Regions from separate parts of the Mus musculus genome. Here regions 1 and 2 are each linked to region 3. The links are chromatin contacts, called in public ChIA-PET and HiChIP or PLAC-seq maps. All regions are on one chromosome and are shown on one strand. The core of a region is the stretch at or near the end of the contact, and the rest is flanking DNA. Distances in the headings are between cores, read along the strand shown. Region 1 overlaps Nol10 (nucleolar protein 10). Region 2 overlaps Nol10 (nucleolar protein 10). Region 3 holds the start of Hpcal1 (hippocalcin-like 1).

Region 1 (4,048 bases), core at 588-3,087, 270 kb before region 3:
AGTGTTGCTGCTGGAGTTCAAACATGTCTTTTCTCATCTTCACACTTCTGTCGCTTATCTAGCACAGCGATGGTGAGCTGCTCCTTCTCCTTAGAACCAAGGAGCACATGTGTTCCAGTTAGCAAAAGGTGTGCTATAAAGAAGCTAGTGGCAGCCGGGCGTGGTGGTGCATGCCTTTAATCCCAGCACTTGGGAGGCAGAGGCAGGCAGATTTCTGGTCTACAAAGTGAGTTCCAGGACAGCCAGGGCTACACAGAGAAACCCTGTCTCGAAAAACCAAAAAAAAAAAAAAAAAAAAAAAAAAAAAGAAGCTAGTGGGGGAGAGAGAGAGAGAGAGAGAGAGAGAGAGAGAGAGAGAGAGAGAGAGAGAGAGAGTGTCATGGATAGAGTTTTTTCTGAGGCAGCCATTTGGTTAGTTTTGGTTTTTTAGAGACAAGAGTCACTCTACAGAGAGCCCAAGCTGGCTTAACCATAGCTCAGGCTGGAATGTGTTTTTACCTACGTGAGTGGAATTGCAGTCATGTTGCCGCTCTGTCCTTAGCCTTTAGAGAAACTGCTAAATAGCTTTGCAGGGTGGGCACACCATAGCTGTGCAACTTGCTTTGTCCAGGATTACTCTCAGACCACTGCTGCAGACTGCTTTTATTGTTTATTTTCTGTTGCATTTGTCTTGCTTCGTGCGCTCCCAGCTAGTGCTTGGAATGGAATAGACACTGGAAGGACAGCCTGTCAGCTGCCCCTTCAGGTCTTCTCAAGAAAACCTCATGTCCTGGTAAACGCTGGTAGGAAGCGGCAGTGATTGTGTTCAGTGTAGCCATAGGAGTTAGGCCACTTTGGGGGGTGGAGGATGGCTGAGCTTGAGAACAGTCTTCCTGTGGGCTGGAGCTGGATAGTCACGTGACAAACAAGCAGGAGAAAAGTTTGTAGTTAGGGGCTAAAGAGATGGCTCAGAAGTTAAGAGCATCTGTTGGCTTTTTGGTTTTTTGTTGCTTTCAACAAATAGGGTTCAGTTCCCAGCACCAACATGGTGGTTCACAAACATCTGAAACGCCAATTCCAGGGGATCTGATGCCCTCTTCTGACCTCCACAGAACCAGGCCCACACATGATACATATATATGAAGATGAAACACTCATATACATAAAACACAGTTTTAAAATACTTTTAGGGTTTTTAAAAATTCTTATTTAGTAGAGCAGAAGAAATGGCTCCATGGAAGAGAGTGCTTGCTGTTCTTTCAAAGAGCCTGAGTTTACTTCCAGCACTGACATCAGAAGGCTCACAGCCACGTGTAAGTCCAGCTCCCAGAGAACCTGCCTCCCTCTTCCAGCTTCACTCTCGTACAGCACACACTCATGCAGATTGTTCCGGTAATTTAAAAAATTTTAAGAGTAAACATCAGGTCTAGCAAGGTGCCTGAATGGGTAAAGACACTTGCTGGCAACCTAAGTTTGGTCCTAGATCCCTCATGGTGGAATGAAAGAGCTGGCTACTAGAGGCTGTCTGACTACCCACAAATGCTCCTTCTCTGCACTAAATAAACAAAATGCAGTAAACAAGAAATAAACAGCAGCTGAGGGAATCCCTGCAGCGAAGCACAGTCGGTGGGAAAAACAGTCGCTATGAGAAGAGCTGGGGAGGTTACTTAGCTTGCTTCTTAAAGGGCTAACCCAGTGGGGCTGGCTAGCACTGGCAAAAGCAGTTTACCGAGTGCTAGTCTTGACTGGATTATTGTGGTAAATCCTGGGCTTGCAGATTTTAATACAGCTTAGTAAAGCATTGAACCATTATCCTTTAGAGACCTGAAATAACTCCTTATGTTTATCCCATGAGTCACCACAAGGCAGTCCAGGAAAGACAGCAACAAAATGGGATGTATTGTGTTTAAATATTCACTCAGACTTGCCCAGCTTGGAAATTATTTTTGTAGCAGAGAAAGTAAACAGTCAATAGTCAGCAGGTTTTAGATAAATACACATGTCCATCAACACAAATTTTCATGCTTTACACGTTGCTGTGTTTGTGAGTTATTTACCCACTTATCAGCTTCCCCACCCCCTATCCATTCATCAAGCATCCAAGGAATGCCTGGTATGAATGAACTAAGACCCTCCTAGACGCTGAGGACAGGAAGGACACATGTCTGTTACTCCTAGCCTAGCAGATATCCTCTGATCAGAGAGGTGTGGAAGGGAGAAAAGAAAGAAAGGGGCTTGATTTAGGGAAAACTCAGGAAACCGTTTGTGAGAGTCCTGTTGGAACTGGTCTTTTGAAAGGTAGAGTGCTGAGCATTCAGTGGGGTGTGGACAAGTCCCAGCAGACCCCTGGAAAGCCATGGAGAACTGTCCAGCTGAGATTAACATCATCGGACCTGTCCTCAGCAGTCCCTCCCTCAGTAACACAAACACCTTGTGTAACGATACTGCGTGTTCATCGGAGAATTAAGTCATAGAAGCAGAAGAGGCCCCTGTTCAGAAACCCATGGTCAAGTCTCTCAGCTTTAGACCAATGGTATGAAAGAGACTGTACTTCCAAGGAGCCACTCAGACTGTCAAAGAGAGTCTGAGAAGAGATAGAGCTGTCCCTCATACCCAGAAAGGTCCATGTGCCTAGACCCTACCCAAGGCCAGGGGCAAGAGGAGCTTACAGACTCAGAGCCAGGTTATTACCCAAAAGGCTGTGTGAAGGTAGGGGAGGCAGACACCAACTCTAACAGTGGCTCCTGATTTAAACCCCGAAGCAGAATGGAACAGTTGAGGGTAGCACTGAAATGTCCAGCATGTTCCCTGTGAAGTGAAGCAAATCTGACATTCAAAGCATAGAGCTGGAATTGCAGCTTGTGTTCATAAGGTGTCTTCTTGGTGGTGTCCCAGTGGACACATGGAGCCCTAAGGCTGGGCTTGTGGTATGTGTTCATTTGAGAGATGCTAGCCCTTTTGTATGATGTGCAAGGCTACAGAATACTGAGGACATGTTTAGTAAGAAATAGAATCCCAGGGAAAACATGTTTGTTGAGTCAGATAAATGCCATACATCTGGTTAGTTGAGTGTGCTGAGAGATTGAAACATCACATTTTTGACTGCTTAATTGATCACCCTCACTGGAGCTTATGAAGCACCACTTGCAAACTAGCAATATTGAGAGTATTTGAAACTTTTATAGGAAAAGCAAAGTTTTGTCAGTTATTTAAAAGATGCACTTATTTAGTGTGTATGTATATGTGCTTACCTGAGTTTATGTGCATGAAGTATGTGCAGATACCCTGGAGTTTTAGACAGATGTGGTCTCTGATGTGTGCTGGGAATCAGACTGGGTCCTCGGCAAGGACAGAGATGTTCTTAGCCAGTGGCCCCAGCACTGGTGATTTAGGAGTACCTAGTGTTAAAACGTGAAACACTAAAGCACTGTTTATATTTTATGTTTGGATTCCATTTACCATGTAACTAGAATCTGTTCTGGGGAACATTGAGGTCCGTTGCCTTCTGCTTTTTAGCTTGCCTTCCCCTGCAGAGGGATTAAAAAACTGGTTGAAGAGTGATTTTTTTTTAATTAAATGTTGCTAATTAAAGAAATTATAACGTATGTGTGTATTTTAAGCCTCAAAGAAGTAAGTCGTTCTCCTTTCCTGGGGCAGCTAATAAATAACTCATTTGATTTTTTTTCCCCCTTGTAGTTTATGCCCATTTTCTTTTTTATATTAAGGTATCCTTACTAATCGTTTAGGCTCTTCCCTTTATGTTCTACCCTGGATAGCTGGGTGTTTCAGCTCCTAATCTTAATTCCTGTGTCTTCTCTTTGTAATCAGCATAATGTTTTTTTAACTTGTCCTGCTTATATTTTTTTTTCCTGAAATACGTAATTGTACCAACTAGAAAGTGTCTGAAGTGACCTGAAGCCTGGGCTCGAGGGGATAAGGAGGGCCTGAAGTAAAGGAAGCCAGCCCATCCCCTACCTGCCTGCTTCCCTGCATCCTGTCCCATGTGCTGCTGCACTGTGTCTGTCCTGCATCTTCTCTCTGACCAGTCACACTCAAGCAGCAGACGATG
Region 2 (4,217 bases), core at 489-2,988, 300 kb before region 3:
TCTTACTATATTTCTGTGTTTTGTTTTGTTTTGTTTTGTTTTGTTTTGTTTTGTTTTAAGAAACCAAAATTCTAGAGTTCATTACACATAGGTCTGTGCTCCCAGAATTTTCTTTGTGAGACAGGGTCTTACTACACACCATAGCTCTAGAGCCTCCTGCCTCCACCTTCATCTTCCAAGTGTTGAGAGTACAAGGCATATGCTACCACATTGCCCATGACATTTTAAGTTAATTTTCTGTTCCATTTGATTATATTCAACTTGAATTTAAAACCTGCTGTCTGTGTAAGAATTTAAAACAATGAAATTGAAGCTAAGAAACATATAATGACCAAAATACAAAAAGGAGGGAAGTTTATAAGATATAGTTAGAAAATTTAGAATGGGCAATGAAGACCACATCTATAAAAAACAACAGAAGACTTTGTTCAGCTAATGAAGTCCAAGAGCCTTTGAGACACCTGTGTACATGGGATATATGACAGAGGGGACAGTGAGGGGTTCTCCTGAAAGTCTTTGTATTCATTGAGAAGTTTTTCTGGTAGTTATAGATTGGTGAAATTTAGAAGTTCAGGAATTATCAGGTATAACCATTCTCAGAAAGCATGTTTTCATGATGTAAGGAAAAGTGAGATCTTAAAGGCAGTGTGCGTAAGGTGAGGCAACACCAACAAACTGGACTAAAGCAGAGATCTGCCATCATTGAGTGTGTAGGAAGAGCCCTCGGGTGTGAGGACAGACACATCGAAGCTGCCAGAGCTAAGAGAAGTGGGATTTGAGTGAAAACATGGTGTACTCTGATTAAATTCAGATTTGAATTTAGAGACAGGTAGTTTGCAGATGTCATCAAAGGATGCTGCTTAATGTTCACCTACAGGAAGGGTGGAGAAGGAAGCTGGGTCTGGTGGGGGGGGGATTTGGAAGGATGTGGATATTGCAGATGCTAACTTAAGGGGGGCGAATGTGAGGCTAATGAGCAACACACTTCAAGTGAAGGAGTTGGAATCCAAGTTCTGAATGTTTTCACTAACTTCAACTAACAAAAGGAAAGGAGTGGTCTTCAGATTTCTTGTTTGTTTCTTTGTTGACTAACCCAAGCTCACAGCATTTCTTCCTAAATGAATTGTATCTGTAAATGAGTTTAAGTGTGAGCTTGTTCTCCAGGGCAATGCTCTTGTTTGGTACTGTTGTTCATTTATGTTTATATCTATGAAGTGAGAGGAAATACACAGTGTTAGATGGCAAGGTGTGCTGTTTTCAACTTTCCAAAGAGGAAATGAGAGCTTCCTATTCTAATCTAAACACTCTTGGGCAGTAACAGTATCTGTGACATTTTTCTTAACAGAGGAAACCCTCTCCACTTCCCATCACAATTATTGGGCAACAAAAATAGCAGACATACCTAAGGCATTAAAGTGTATAAATCAGGAAGTAATTTTCTGAGCATCCTGCCACATTTTCAAACATTGATTTCAGTTCTGGTTGGTTTAAAAATATGTAATTTACATGTGGAAATATTTGCTACACATATGGCATATGTGACATTATGTTAATGTATCAGATGATTCCTATTTTTTCTTAAGTGAGCACATGTCTAATGTTCTTTCTTGAAATGAATGACTTCCTGTCTGACAGTAGTTTGAGTCTGGTGATGACCCAAGCCTTACCTACCAGCTCTATTCTCCCATCTTGGGGCTTTCCTGGCTGATCTCTCTGTCATTCTTCTTTGGAAATGAATCCTATAAGCCAGTTTCCTGTGAGTGACGTCATTCAGATGGCAGCGGGAGAGCACGTGTTTGCACCGTGGCTGGAACTGCCTGAGGATGTCAGACTGAAGTCAAGACTTAGTCTCTTTGATTCATTTCCCCAGGAGCTGTATTTTCTTTTCTTAAAAATAGAAGGCAAAGGGCCAGAAATGTAGCTGAAAGGTGGAGATATTTGGGCTTACACAGAGCAAAGGGAGACAGCAATCGGATGTGTACTGTCTGTCTTCCTGTTGGCTGTGCTCCCGAAAATCTGACTTCTAGTCCCCTTAACACAGAATTATCCCCAGTGAGGGAGAAGCTGTGTGTGGCTTTGCTTTTTTATGTTTATTTATTTGTTTGTTTGTTTAAAATTTATTTATTTAAAAATTTAAAGGCAGAGGGTCTTGCTATGTAAGCTGACTGGCATTGAACTCCCTGGCCACTTACTTTCTTTGACATCAGGCCTCAGTTGTGTTGCCTAGGGTGATCTCAAACTCCAGCTCTAAAGCAATCCTCCTGTGTCAGTTTCCTCTGTATCTGTGACTAGAGGTACACACCCAGCTTAGTATGTTTTTACCTTCTTATGGAACACAGTGGTATTGTTGGCTGGGAATCAAGTGACAGGTCGGAAGTGAAGGAAAGGTCGGCGTGCCTGTCTGTTCCTTGCATGGCTGCCCATAACCATATGCCATCATTCACCTGCTCCTCACTACAGTTTCTAGACGGCTTTCTAGCTCACAACAGACCAGGGAGAAGGGCCTGCCTTCCTATCAGTAATCTGTACAGGGTGGCATATCTCTACACTGCTGAAGCCACGCTGACTTAACATCATCAGCCTGAGTCTACAACTTGCATTAGTGGCCACTCAAGGTGTTGTGCATTGGTGAATTTTCACAGATGACTGTGCCACTATATACCATGATGGTGTCCTATCAAAACCTGTTCCAGCCGGGCGTGGTGGCACATGCCTTTAATCCCAGCACTCAGGAGGCAGAGACAGATGAATTTCTGAGTTTGAGGCCAGCCTGGTCTACAGAGTGAGTTCCAGGACAGCCAGAGCTACACAGAGAAACCCTGTCTCGAAAATCCAAATACAAAAACAAAACAAAATAAAAAACCTATTCCTCCCTCTCTCAGCCTTGCAGGCCTCAGTAGATCCTGACCTCCTATTTGTCTTATAGGCTTGCCTTTTTTCTAGAATACACAGCTCTATCTATCTACTACATAGTCATTTCAGACTGACTTTTCCTATAGTAATCTGATTCAGGTTCCCGTATCCCTTCTTGCAGCCTACTTACTAGATTATTTCTATCTTTTATGTCAAGACTGACTGTGTAGATGTGCAACACTTTGTTATACCTGCTAACAAATTCCTTATTTACCCATTGCTGTGACAATAGGCTAGTCACATTGTGTCCATAGTCAGAGAGCAGATTGGGGTCTGCCCTGGTCCTTACTATACCCAGGGTTACCTGGGATGTGACCAGGATGCCTAAAGGACTGAGTTTTTCAGTTTTGTTCCATCTTAATTTTTCTTTAAATAGCCATATGTGGCTAGCAGTGACATGTTGGAATGTTGCACGGTGCATCTTAAATACCCCAGAGTCAGTCTTAGCTGTTAAGTCATGTAACTTAGACCACTTAGCTTCAGTCTTCATAAATGACAGCTCAAGTCAGATAAAGTTTTTGTAAACCTCTCTTAAAGGGTGCTGTACATTCTGAAAGGCCCGGATGGACCTGTGAGAGACTGCTTCAGTTCCGTTTCAGAAGTGGGTTTCTCCTCTTACGTTATTGGTATGCTTCCTTCCACCAGGCCACTGGTCCTCTTTCTTTGCTTTGGTTGTTAAGCACTGTGGGGCTAAATCTTTGCTTCACCCAGAACAGCTGCTTCCTAACAGATTGCATGGTTCTTCCCTGCCCAAGAGCTCTCTCCCTCTCCGCTTTTCCTCTTCCACCTTCTTCTCCACCTTCCTTCCCAGCACCCTTCTTTCTTTTTACTCTGAGATTATTTATTTATTTTTATGTAAAGCTTTCTTCACAGCCATGGTAATGGTTAGGTTTTTTGCATGGTGCTTGGACTCTATCTTGAGACATCACTAAAAAAGATTATTAGGACACACACTCTTCCCTTTTCACAGCTTTACACACACATTTACTATCTTCAGATCCTTGATATGGTCAGTGTGAGAGTCTTTGACCTCAGAGAGAAACGTGAGCATTGAAGTTGGCATTTTATCTGATTGAATCCAGATTGGTGGTTTTTGTTTTAGTTTGGAGGATTTTGTTTGTTTGTTTTCCATTTCTCCTTTGACTGCATTTGGGGATGTAGGAAGTCTTTTGCTGGGTTTGAAATGTCTCCTTCAGGATTTCCTAGTCCCCATGCATGCTCCCCTGGAGGTAACGAGGCAAGAGAGTTTTTGACCTTCCCAGGATAGCACTGTTAAAATGTACAACTCTGAGAAGACGTCGTAA
Region 3 (4,014 bases), core at 967-3,466:
GTAGACAGCATCACCAGGATGGAGCCTCACCCATTACAATCCTGGCAGCCTACTCTGGAACTGCAAATAAAACATGATAGAAAATAAAGAGGCTGCAGAGTCAATAGCAAGGGACTATGGCCAGGAACCATGTTGATTTGAAAGTCTCCCAGGTATGATGTAGACTGAATTCCCCCTGCCCCCACCCCTTCTCTCTTTCTCTTTCTTTTTTCAAGACAGGGTCTCACTATGTAGCCTTGGCTGACCTGGAACTCACTATGTAGATCAGTGCTGGGATTAAAAGTGTGTGCTACTACACCCAGCTACCCTCAGGTTTCTTAAAGTACTAATAAGTAAGCTATTACTTAATTTAAATTTATATTTATGTGCTTACCCTGTGTGTATGTGTGTGTGCGCGCACGTGTGTGTGTGTGTGTGTGTGTGTGTATGTGTGTGTGTGTGTTCAGGCATCCAATAAAGCCATAACTCCCTGAGCCCCTTACAACCAAGTAGGTTCATATGACTAATTCTGGACCAAGAATGTGGGCAGAGATGACTCAGACTACTTCCAGGCCCAGCTCCTAAAAGACCTTCCTGAGGTACCATTTCTGCTATCTTAGTTTTGTTTGTTTGTTGTTGTTGTTGTTTAAATGAATGCTGAGAGCCAGTAGTGACCTGCAAAGACCTTAGGTTCTGCTGAGGTCACTAGATAGAAGCCAGAGGGTTTCTGGGTGTCTGAGTGAGGCCTCCCTCTTTTGTGTTGAATGAGAACAAATAGGAGACCACAGAACAAAGCAACCCGCCCTAGCTAACAGGATATCTGAAGGCTTCTGCCTCAGCCATCCACTTTCTGGGAACCTCCTACCTGTAACCCTAGATACCTGTGTGGTGCTGTGCTACAGAAAGGGGCAGACTGACCTCCCGTGGGGTCTTTACTGAGAAGGAAGCGATCATGGCCAGAGAGACCCAAAGGTTAGCCCTCGAAATCAGTCAGGTGGTGCGCTGTTAACTCTCACAGCTGTCATTCCCTTGAGCCCTCTGGGTTTAGTTTTGCCTTTCTGCACCAGAGGCAGGGAGGAGTGGAGAAGGCCCCAGAGCTCCACCTCCGAGCTGCTCTACTACAGGTACCCCTGGCAGCCTCCTGAATAGTAGGAGTTCACTCACATGTTTTTGTGGAGGAGGATTTGAAGGAGGGATTTGAGTTTTTCCCTAGAGACGCCAGAGAGACAGTTTCATCTCTGCACAACAGGCTCGCCCAGCTCCTCATATAAGCTGTTTCTGTGGTTACCTGTCTTCTGGGATATTTGCAGTGGGTGGGCATGGCAGGTGCGATCTGCCAGAGTATGCTGGGAGTCTGAAGGAAGCACCACTGGGACCCACAAGGCCAGATGTCCCTATTATGGGAGATGTCAACCAAGCCCCCGCCTCCTCACCAGGAAACTGAAACCACACTGAATGTCAGGGAGGCAAAGACCCCAAGAAGGATTCTGGATCTCCTCGTTGTCCAGTTTATTGGTGAGGAAACCGAGGCTGAGGGAATCCAAGGGTTTTCTTGGCAAGATGGCTGGATGAGTTAGCAGAAGTAATTACAGCTGGAACGTAGGTCTTCCACCTCCAGGCCAAGCTCTTCTCTTAAACCACGCGCAGGAAAGTGGGTGACAGATGCACACGGGACTGATGTGGAGAGGGAGGAGATCCTTGCAGGCATCCCAGATGGTCCTGGGGAGCCTAGGGCAACTCAAGCCTCTTTTCCACTTCCCTGGCCATTGGGACTGTACTTCCTTCCAAGTACGGCGGGGGCGGGGGCGGGGGCGGGGTGGGTGGGTGCTGGCGTAAGGCCGGCCCTTTTGGGCACCGCCTCTCGGCCTCTCCCCACCCGCAGGCCAGAGGCCAAGGGTTAGGGAGGTGGGGCCAGTGCTCGGCCCCTCCCCTGCTCTCCTTCCCCTTCCACCCCCCCAGAGTCTCCCCGTCCCGAGTCCCAGTGGCCTTAACACCCATCGTATCCTCTGCTGCGCTGAGAATCTGCGAGTGATCAGGGAGCTATATGGACCAGAGTGGGCGCACCGAGGGTCCAGCAGCGGGTGTGGCAAAGGGCGGGGGCGTGACCAGGCTGCGGCTGAGGCGGGGCTAAGACTGGGGGCGTGGTCGAAGCAGGAGGCGGGTCCGTTGGAAACTTGAGTGCCCGCCCTTGCGATGCGCCCCGCCCCGGCCTCCGCCTCCGGGTCCCGCCTTCTCTTCCCTTCCTTCCCGGGCTGGCGGCGGCTGCGGGTGGTGGACCTGCAGAGCGGCCGTCGCCCACACCTCGCTCTCTCCTGGGCCGGCGGATCCTTTTGTCTCTCCGAGCGGCGAAGGTCGCAGAGCAGGCGCGGCGGCTGCGGGAGCGCAAACGCCCGCTCTCTCGGTCACCTCCCCAGCCTCGGCCACCGCAGAACTTGGGCTCGAGAAGCCAGCGGACCGCGTCCAGCTCCAGAGCCGGTAGGAAAGGGGAAACTGCGGGACTGCGGGGTTGCATGGAGGGAGCGTGTGTGACCCGCTCGCTGCGACCCGGCTGTGAGTGAACGGGTGTGTGTGCGCCGGTACTGATGGTGCCTGTTTCTCTGCGTAGTGGGCTTGCAGCTGACCGCGGACGGTGGCGTGGCTCTAGAATGGCGTGTCCTCGTGGGGATCGTTGCGCTCGATGGGATGTGCACTTTTCAGACTACGTTTGTGGAATTGTGTGTCAGGGCACAGTTGCCGGTGGGGATGGGGACTAGTGCTGGCGGGGTCGAGGGGGGAGCCGCTGTGCGCAGAGTGGGGGTGGCGGGGTGGGCGTGGGCGGTCTGCCCGGGCAAGCTGAGCCCCCGGTTGGTGTCGCTCCGCGCAGTGCGTAGCTCAGGAACCTGAGGGTACGACTAGAATCCGATGGGCAAAGTGCCTGCCTGGTGGCAGCGGGCGTTGACACCCCTCACGGGGTGGGGTGGGGGCGGCAGGTCCACAAGGTTCACTTGGATAATTGTGAGCTTTGATGAGGGATGGGGACCCGCTTGGCTGTGTTCAGCTCTGGGACAGTGGGAAAGACCAACCCAGCCCTGGCCTCGCCGTGACCCGCCCTGAGACCTGAGCCTGACTGAGATGGGCCACCTTTTTGAGTCGCAGTTGGCGTCTGTATCAAGTGAGGGCGGCCCCTCAGGGGCTATCTTGACAGTGTGAGAACGTACTACACGTAGTTCTTGACCCAGAGTCTTGCGCACAGTAGGTGCTCTTCATTGGATTCTCATCTCTTTAAATCTTTTTCTGCCTTTATTGAGGATGACGCTCTCATTTCCTCCTATACGGTGGTTTGTGCCTCCTTCCTTGATCTAACTTCACAGCGAAAGCTTGGAGAGATTGAGAAAGTTTAGGCGGCTGGGTGCGTTGCCTTCTCTCCGCACCTTACTGGCTGCTTGACACGGCCTTCGGGTGTGCGGGGAGCTCGCAGCGTAGGGCGCTAGCCCGGAAGGCTCCTGCGCCCCGGCAGCGTTCCGGAAGGCTGCGACTACAGACTCGCGAGCCCTTTTGTTCAACAAGTGCTTGGAGGATGTCGATCTGGAATTAGAGTTGCGTTGAGAAAGTGGCCGGCTCTGTAGACTGGCAGTCTGGGGTTTCAGGAACCTTTCTTCCCGGCCTGGTCATTCAGGAAGCCACCCTCTATTCTAACCACTAACAAGTCCACCCAGAAGAGGGTGTTCGCCAGGACTCCAAATCCTGTTAGACACCCTCCACCCCCACCCCCAAGCCCCGCCTGCCTTGACTCCCATGCAGTCAGCCTGATACAGGAGGATGAGGTCCGGGTGGCACCCTCCTTCCAATTCCACCCCTTCATTTAAGAAAACAAATGTATTTAGTATTGAAACCTGGTAAAACTGCACTATCCTGAATATGCATACTGATCTTGGCAGTTCAGCCTACCCCATTTCAGTATTTGCACTGCGCCAGGCAGAGGGGCGGGCATGGGGCTGCGTCAGGGACCTGCCAGATCCCTTGATTATTTCCCCTCCCTACCTTGTTGTTCTCAGG

The links. ChIA-PET counts read pairs in DNA pulled down with a chosen protein or histone mark. HiChIP or PLAC-seq counts read pairs in DNA pulled down with a chosen protein or histone mark.
Region 1: an H3K27ac HiChIP or PLAC-seq map of trophoblast stem cells shows a contact between it and region 3, with 14 read pairs. The contact joins the enhancer-like site here to the promoter of Hpcal1 in region 3. A contact is called at or near these places in 6 of 39 promoter capture datasets (the C10 cell line, the HPC-7 cell line, cranial neural crest and 3 more) and 3 of 115 datasets of contacts at active chromatin or transcription factors (extraembryonic endoderm stem cells, pancreatic cancer cells and trophoblast stem cells).
Region 2: an RNA polymerase II ChIA-PET map of memory CD8 T cells shows a contact between it and region 3, with 16 read pairs. The contact joins the enhancer-like site here to the promoter of Hpcal1 in region 3. A contact is called at or near these places in 10 of 39 promoter capture datasets (the C10 cell line, the HPC-7 cell line, HPC-7-derived erythroid cells and 6 more), 5 of 484 Hi-C or Micro-C datasets (the CH12 cell line, the N1E-115 cell line, natural killer cells and 2 more) and 4 of 115 datasets of contacts at active chromatin or transcription factors (T-cell acute lymphoblastic leukemia, effector CD8 T cells, embryonic stem cells and 1 more).

What each region holds. Positions count from the first base shown.
Region 1 is chr12:17,418,459-17,422,506 of GRCm38.p6, forward strand. All of the region lies in intron 19 of Nol10 (nucleolar protein 10), which reads left to right. Among named protein-coding and RNA genes, the nearest start is that of Gm36752, 16 kb to the right of the region's middle. Within about 2 kb of position 1,838, at least 56 of the 459 cell types and tissues checked have an H3K27ac peak or open chromatin away from gene starts, as enhancers often do. A contact at or near this core is called in embryonic stem cells, pancreatic cancer cells and trophoblast stem cells, where this site is marked.
Region 2 is chr12:17,388,938-17,393,154 of GRCm38.p6, forward strand. The region is part of intron 13 of Nol10 (nucleolar protein 10); the gene reads left to right. Among named protein-coding and RNA genes, the nearest start is that of Mir3066, 36 kb to the left of the region's middle. Within about 2 kb of position 1,739, at least 43 of the 459 cell types and tissues checked have an H3K27ac peak or open chromatin away from gene starts, as enhancers often do. A contact at or near this core is called in the HPC-7 cell line, memory CD8 T cells and regulatory T cells, where this site is marked.
Region 3 is chr12:17,688,593-17,692,606 of GRCm38.p6, forward strand. It overlaps Hpcal1 (hippocalcin-like 1), which reads left to right and starts at 2,217. Exons shown (of 5, transcript NM_001361645.1): 1 at 2,217-2,454.